Linked DNA regions of Siniperca chuatsi: region 1 is linked to region 2. The links are chromatin contacts, called in public Hi-C maps. All regions are on one chromosome and are shown on one strand. The core of a region is the stretch at or near the end of the contact, and the rest is flanking DNA. Distances in the headings are between cores, read along the strand shown. Region 1 overlaps fgd5a (FYVE, RhoGEF and PH domain-containing protein 5). Region 2 holds the start of uba3 (NEDD8-activating enzyme E1 catalytic subunit).

What was found. Hi-C and Micro-C count contacts between places; a contact is called where the count stands out from the background.
Region 1: a contact with region 2 is called in a Hi-C map of an unstated tissue, with 4 times the contacts expected there. The contact joins the enhancer-like site here to the promoter of uba3 in region 2. A contact is called at or near these places in 2 of 3 Hi-C or Micro-C datasets (skeletal muscle and an unstated tissue).

What each region holds. Positions count from the first base shown.
Region 1 is chrLG2:25,378,330-25,382,444 of ASM2008510v1, reverse strand. fgd5a (FYVE, RhoGEF and PH domain-containing protein 5) reads right to left here. Exons shown (of 21, transcript XM_044170874.1): 8 at 318-408. Among protein-coding and RNA genes, the nearest start is that of trnae-cuc, 10 kb to the left of the region's middle. Within about 2 kb of position 1,459, the one cell type or tissue checked has an H3K27ac peak away from gene starts, as active enhancers do.
Region 2 is chrLG2:25,337,414-25,341,323 of ASM2008510v1, reverse strand. uba3 (NEDD8-activating enzyme E1 catalytic subunit) reads left to right here and starts at 1,503. Exons shown (of 18, transcript XM_044173684.1): 1 at 1,503-1,669; 2 at 1,791-1,829; 3 at 2,544-2,664; 4 at 2,780-2,860; 5 at 2,948-3,030; 6 at 3,145-3,225; 7 at 3,447-3,490; 8 at 3,674-3,738. The coding sequence starts at 1,650.

The DNA of each region.
Region 1 (4,115 bases), core at 210-2,709, 41 kb before region 2:
ATAAAAACTTTAATTCATGAGGGTTTTGCTGCTACAGCCTTAGTTTGGTACATGAACAATACGCTGTACGCTATGAACAGTAGCTAGAGGTGAGTACTGTTAGCTACCGCTAGCAAACCTTAGATAGATATTGCCATGTAATTTACATTACTGTGTCAGTTTGCAGATCTTCTCTACATGTGATACTGTTACACTAAGTTTTAGCAGTTATTACTCTCCCATAACTGCTATTACTGACCACAATGGCTGCTATTCAGCAAAAATTACATGGGCTTGCTTTAAAGATTACTATGTACATGCGTGTGTTTGTGTGTTACCTGTGAGCAGCATTCGATATTGAAGTACTCTCACTATAACCTGCAGCAGCTGGTGTTTCAGTGGGACATCATCTTCTTCTGGGCTTCTTGTCTGCACACACACACACACACACACACACACACACACACACACACACTAGTTAGATTTTCAAAACAGGTAAATATACAGATATCACAACTTTACGTGGGTTACAAAAATGTTTGACAGATATGCTAAAGGTGCTTTAAACTTGTCACATTCACATAGTCTATGCTTGAACTTGACGCATTGTATCTTTTTATACAGTCTATGATTGTATCTTATATGAAAAGTTTTTTATTAGTGTTCATTTATTGAATTGTTTAACTGTATATGCCACTGCCAGTCATTTCTGCTGAATAAAATTATAGTGAAATTAAAATCTTCCTCCATGTGATGTCCCACCAAATGACCCCTGGGCGTCCCTGAACAGCACCCAGAAAACCACAGCTCTGTGTCTTCTAAATGAAGGTAACCTCTATAATACAATGCTGCAAGTCAAGGTCACAAGAGACCAAGGGAATACTGTCGGACTGGCTGACCTTCACGCATCTTTCCAGCACAAAACCTGAACAGCTCCCATTCTTCGCCTCAGAGTAGTCATTTGCAGGTGAAAGGGGACATAAATTGGCACAATCAAAGAGAGCTTTAGAAAATCAATCAGGATTTAATTGTCTCTGACAGGTATTTATGCCCTGAGCGGTAGAGGAGCAACAGGGGACTGGGCTCACACACACACACACACACACACACGTTGTTTTTTCTAATCCAATGAAGTCCTATCCTTCATTAGAGAGGCACAGATAGCACCCTGCGGGAAACAGCATCTTCATCTTATTTACGGTGCACACACATACACACGGACACAAACAAGAACCCACACAGACACACTTAACTAATCTCAGACACATTCACAAACTCATACAATACATACAATATACTATTGATGCACCCCTCCACACACAAGCAGATACAAACACACACACACACAGACCTTGGGCTGGTGATGAGATAACACTGATTAGGCCTGTAAAGGGGAGGGATGGGATGCGAGTTAAACACACCACTCTTTGTCTTCATTATCCCAATCTGGAGTACAGGAGTCAAAAGTAAAACAGAGAGCTGATGCCTCTTTTAGTGAGCAGGCCTTCACGAATACTCACTTTCTCTTTTTGTTTCTATTACAATTTTTTTTTCTCTCATCATCCGTTTCTCCTTAACTTTGGCCCTCAGCAACAACCTCTGAGTTTCTCTCACTTTTCTGTCTCCTCTATCCCCCCTCCTCTCTCCCGATCACTGCATGATGCATCGAGTACAATAATAACCAGCTCTCCATTATTAAACTCGCTTGGCTTCAGAACATCCGCTCTCCTCAAGTGTCGATTGTAAATTGTCATCCAATTGACACTTGTTCAGAAGAAGTGGCTTTCCAGAGATGGTAATTAGTGTGTGGCTTGTTTGGGCGAGCGAGCCAAATGGAGGAGGAGAGAAGAGGGAGCATGTGATGCCTCGTGCTGGGAGATAAACGTACACACGCAACACACACACACACATGCACGGACAAACAAACACACCTTTCAGACTCTGTCACAGCCAGCTGATTTTCTGCCTGCACACACGCAACTGATCTAATTGGGGAATTGTAAAGGAGGCTGCTTCTCTAATTAGCTTCTGTCTGCCTCATTGCCCTGCTGCCTTTACAAGGAATTCACTCCATCGTTCTCTCCCTCTATCGCTCTCTGTCCACCTGCTGCACAGCCTCTCCTCCTGGGCTTCTTGCACAAGAGAAAACACACAGGCTTCACACAAACATGAGCCATGACATGAATATAAATACAAATATATAAATAAAAGCTGGAGTGCTTTGGAAAGAGATTTCATAAAACCAGTTCCACAAGATCCACACAATTTGTGTATGGACATGCCCCCGCAAAACAATCAGACACAAATACAACAAGGCGCAAACACTCTCACACAAAGGGGACACACACACACTGCACTGTGTTGGCCAATGTTTATAGATGGTGCGGTAAACAAGCAACTGGCTGTGGAGAGGAGGCTTTAATCCTGTAAGGGCCTAGCTCTGATCTGATCAGGATCTGTGGCTACTTCATCACTGTCATCACCACATCCGCAATGAAATTACTACCACTTATTCTGCTGGACTTTGGCTTGTAGCAATAAAGGCGCAGGAGCAGCAGGGTGGAGAAAAAAGAGAGGTGTATGAGGGAGGTAAGGGTTTAAGTCTTGAAACAGCAAAAGAGAAGAAAATAGCTAGCTAGAGACTGATGGAAGAATGAACATTTTTACATTTTCAAAAATGGCTGCAAGCAGTAAATGAAAACATTCAGATCAGTATTTCCACTTTATACTGTAAAGTATAATGACTTGTGAAGTGTCAAACAGCTAACAGATAAATGACTGTTGTCCCTCTCAGTAGGTATATCCCGTGACCTGTACGATCCTCCTTGCTTTCCCTTGGCCCTCCTTCTCCCTTATTACAGTGGGGTCACACACACCCTGCAATTCCCAAGGCAGTGCTCTGATTCAATGCTGCATCCATCACACACACACACACACAGAACGCCCTGGTGTAGGAGGGTGTGGAGGACTGACCCCATTACAGGCTTATATGCAATATGGGAAACGTAAACACAATATGCAGTGTGTATTTGCAGTGGCAGGTGTAGTGAATCTGCCAGTGGACTGAGAAAAGGTTATTGAATATGCCTCTGGGTGTTAATTTTAGAGGTGTAGGATGAATCACAGTCTTTAGATAGACACAAGTGATGAGTAGGAAAAAAACAGCCCAATGTTTATTCAGACCAACCTTTCTACAGAGAAAAAATATGCTTGTGTCCTTAGATATGATGATATCCTACATTTATTCCTCTTTGCAGATCAGTCCATTTATGGCTACTCCAGATAGCAATTAGTGGTTTATGATGTGAGAAAACTTTGTGAGGCTACAATGAAGTGACACATTATTGACTTTGATCAAGGTTATCAAAGGCTAAATTATTAGCTGACGTAGACCAAGTGTGAAAACATGCTGTAAGATACTAAAAGTCAGTGCTGACTGAACATGATGCAGTTTAGAGTCTTCATCTCTCATCTCCCCTTCCTTGTATTTACATTAACTCCACTAAAGTCTGGCAGAGCCAAAGTTTTTCTGGGAAGGGGCAGCTGCTGCTGAATATTCATGAGCGGAGACAGTTGGTGCCTTGTCCGTTGGCTTTTCTTATCAAACTAGAAACGCCCAGAACCATTGTGAAGTGAATCGGAGTACAGCAATGGACTTGTAATGCGTACATTTGGGGAGAAAGGTGCTGAATTGAATAGGTAACTTTGTGAAACCCAAATATTATCATAAACAGAAGCCTGGGAAAGACTTTTAAATTGAAGCACTACACTTGTTTATACATTCTTTCTAATTACTAAACAAAGACTAAATAAAAAGAAATAATTTTAATTTTGTCTATTTTTTATTCACGGCAGTGTTAACGGAATTGTGATTAAATTCTATAAATCAGGACACAACCGCATGGAAATGAGAAATCTCTTGCTGTATCTCTGTGGTCTTATCTATAGGCTCTCTTGCTATCCTGTATTTTAGGTAAAAATAGTCAATTGTATTGTTACCAGCTGTGACTATACCCATTCCTATTCAACATAAGGGTAAGTGGACCAGGCACAATCTGTGGAACACTGTGACAGTTTTAGAATGAGCTTTTGCTGAATTTTGATCCCACTTCCCCTGCTCTCCAGGGAGGATCAAG
Region 2 (3,910 bases), core at 254-2,753:
TGCCCATGAGCAATCCTCCCACAGCAAGGATCCTCATTAATAATATAACCGATTTTTAAGTGTCTTGTGGGATTCCATCTTCCACCTTTTTTGATGAAATGTCATCACATTTCACTGCTGTTTAACGAGAGAGCATAGCTGAGGTTAAATGAAAGAGGACAAGACAGACAGAACAAATAGAAAAAGAGAGAGAGGAGGGCTGAGATGGCAGGCAGTCAGCTATGAAGGACATGGCCGCAGCAGTTATTTTTAGTTATCAGTTTTCGGAGGCTGTCATTTGGAACATCTCATTAAAGATCAGAAGAAAAAAAAAATCTTGAACCAAACCATCAAACCATTCAGATCACTGAAACTCAAGAGAAGAAAAGCTATATGTCCTGGTGTGCATGCTCTCTCACTCACACACACACACACACACACACACACACACACACACACACACACACACACACAGTATCCTTTACCAGCGACAAATAATTTGAGAGTGCCGGGCTATCAGTGCATACATTAGACAGATCTCTGGTGACCTCTGCAAAAGGTATCTACACCACATTTCCTTTAATATTAGAGGGGTTGCAGACAGATAGATTAATTAAGTTCACGTGCCCACAGGCATGTCTCTTGAAATGCATAGAAGCCCATCCAATGTTTTTTAATCATTCTATAATGAGCGATTAAACACCTAGATTCATTAGCACAATGTGGACACAGTAAATCAGATACTTGAGGGAGAGGTCCTCACTAAGAAAGTCGTTAAACTTAATAACAGGATCTCAATTTTATGTCTTATTCATGCTAAGTACCTCATGCAGCAATTCACAATGAAAGCAACTCAAAGCAATAAATCGTAATAAATCTGTAACATAGTTAAATTTTATGCTGTTTTACACAGTTGTTTTTTTTGTTGCAAGGACATAATAACAAAACAAAGCGAAATGCTATAAATAAATTGAAAGATTTAATTATTGATCTAGTTACAGTTTGTATCCAGGCTCTTGAAACTCAAATGGGCCATTTCTCTCTTCCTGTCTCTCCTTGACTGTTAACTGGTTTTATAGATAATTGCTAAAGTTAAAGGGCTGAACCACACAGAGCATAGCAATTATCAAGTAATCACTTGTATAGTCAATTATTTAACTATCTTTGCCATTGTAAAACCTACTGCTCCAATGTCCTACATTGTTTTAGAAAGGCCAAACTCATCTTGCATGAAAAAGTGGCGACATTTGGACAACTGTGCTAAATACACTCTTTCATCATTAACATTTGTAACATGAATACAGTTTAATATAATATGCAGTAGGTATGCACAATGGTGGATTTACTGTACATCTAAGCAAAACAAAAATGGGTAAATGCTGCCACCTGTTGGATCGGAGGTGTACTTGCCGTCCTTGTAGTGGAGTGTTGACAATGTTGCCTTCACAACTCTCGGAAATATCGAAATTCAACTAAAACTATATAGCTAATGCTAAGTGTTCTATCTTTTTTAGGCCCTAGCTGCACGACACAATAGCCGTGTTGGTCTCAAATTAAAACACCGTCTAAATATACCGTTGTTCTACGGACTATTTTGTATATTATTGCCTGAAAGTCTTTGTATTTACTACTGCTAACTTCGGCATTTGAAGGCAGATAAGTAGCCAAACATGGCGGACACGGATGAGCCGTAAGTAGCTACCGAAGAAACAAGCAAGAAACAGTCATTAACTGCCCGAAAGATGCTTTCAAATCTCATTAACCTACGAAAGCACAGCATGAATGAACCTTCTTTTATTCTCTCTTTTTAGGGAGAAGAAAAGAAGGAGAGTAGTGGAGCTGACTGAGAAGTTAGTGATGAATTGGTAGAACTGGCGGAAGGTTTGAGTTTACTAGACATAAGGAAGGTTAACGTTAGCTAGCTAAAGCAGCTAACCTAATACAAGTTGTACACTGACAGCTAGGCTACGGACAAAAATACTGACTAGTTGGTCGTGAGTAGCTAACACGTCTATACAGTAAGAATTTTGTGGTATCATTTACCTCTTTGCAAAGTTAGAGGTCTTTACTTTAACTTCCCTTCTCACTGTTGACATGCTAGCTCTTCACTTAAAGCTACCGGGAGCTGTCCAGGGAAGAGAGTAACGATAGATGATTCACAAAATGTCAGAGAGTCAGAAACGCCCACCTGTCAGAAATATGCAGTTTTACTATATTTTCATAGAGTGGTTAAACAACAAAACGTTACACATGTTAGAGCAGACGCTGACATAAGGCAGACAAATCACAAGTGCATGTTAATACAGTAACAGTTACTCCTATTTAGTTTCTTGAACCTCTTAAATTATTGCATGATCTGCTGTGAACTGTAAATAGCACCCTAACTATGTGGCAGTTAATCACAGTATTGAGTTTAGGTCTTGATTGTTTTGTTTTTTTGCATGATCTCAGTAGACGTTTTTGTGTAATATCAAACCGTACAGTCATATGCATGCCATCTACCACTGAGATTGTCAGAGATGCTGCTGATGATACATCCTAAATGTACATATTGTTGTCTTCAGGATGGTGGTTGATGGAGGCATTGGACGCGCCTGTGAGTGGGAGGGGCGATGGAACCATATCAAAAGGTTTCTGGAAAGATCAGGGCCCTTCACGCATCCTGACTTCGAACCCAGCACAGAGGTAACAATCACAGGCAGCGGAATGATGCTTTAATGATACTTTTAATTTGTCATTTGATCTGTCCTGTGCCATCTTGTATTGCTCTAATATATAATATCTTTATCTCTCACCACAGTCATTGCAGTTTATGTTAGAAACCTGCAAAATCCTGGTCATTGGTGCTGGTGGTCTGGGATGTGAGCTGCTGAAAGACCTGGTATGATCACTATCATTATGAATATCTGGAAAATATCATTTAATGAATGGCCAACACTTTGTTGTTTTTGTTCATGTTCTGCCTCAGGCTTTATCAGGCTTTTGCAACATTCATGTTGTCGACATGGACACCATTGATGTTTCAAACCTGAATCGACAGTTCCTCTTCAGGTCAGTAGAAAATATGTAATACATTTTATGTACATTTCTGAGCCGTATTATTGGTTTATGTAATGTTTGAAGCAAGCAGATATGTTCTTTTAATGTGTGTGTAATGTTGACCAGGCGAAAAGATGTAGGTCGGCCCAAGGCGGACATTGCAGCTGATTTTATCAACACCCGCATACCTGGATGCTGTGTAGTCCCGTATCCTTTTGATTGAACAACAATTGCAAGATTTTAGATGCTTGATGTAAATGCAGTTTAAAATACCCAATCCACAATCCACATGATTAAAATGTGAAAAATGTTGCATGCAGCTAATCCCCGTGTCAAAAATCACAATTTAAGAATGTAGACAACTTAATTCTTAGGTTGTGAAAGCAAGTGAACATTCTGTCCAAACTTCTCCTAAATGCTCTGTGCAGACATTTTAAGAAAATTCAAGACTTGGATGAAACATTCTACAGACGTAAATATCATTAGGACTATTCTTTCCCAACTTCCCTAATGTCTTGTTGGAAGGGGTGTAATGATTCAGTCAGCTTACGATTCGGTTTGATGCATGATACAGGGCTTGCAGTTTGATACTGCTTGGACTGTGTCATTATAAGACATTAGATTGGAATTTATTCATCTCTCTGTTTTCATCTAGAATTCCATATAATTGTCTGTGGACTGGACTCTATACTTGCCAGGAGGTGGATGAATGGTATGCTGGTAAGTTATTCCTCTTTACTGCAATCTTTGTCACAGTCCTTTATTTTCTCAGTACTTTGGCCAACTGTTTTTGCTACATTTTCCTTGTATAATGCTTGCATTTAAAAATCGTAAAGCTGTAAGATGTGCGAAAAGGAACATGTTTCATGTAATCACATGCAGTCCCTCTGTC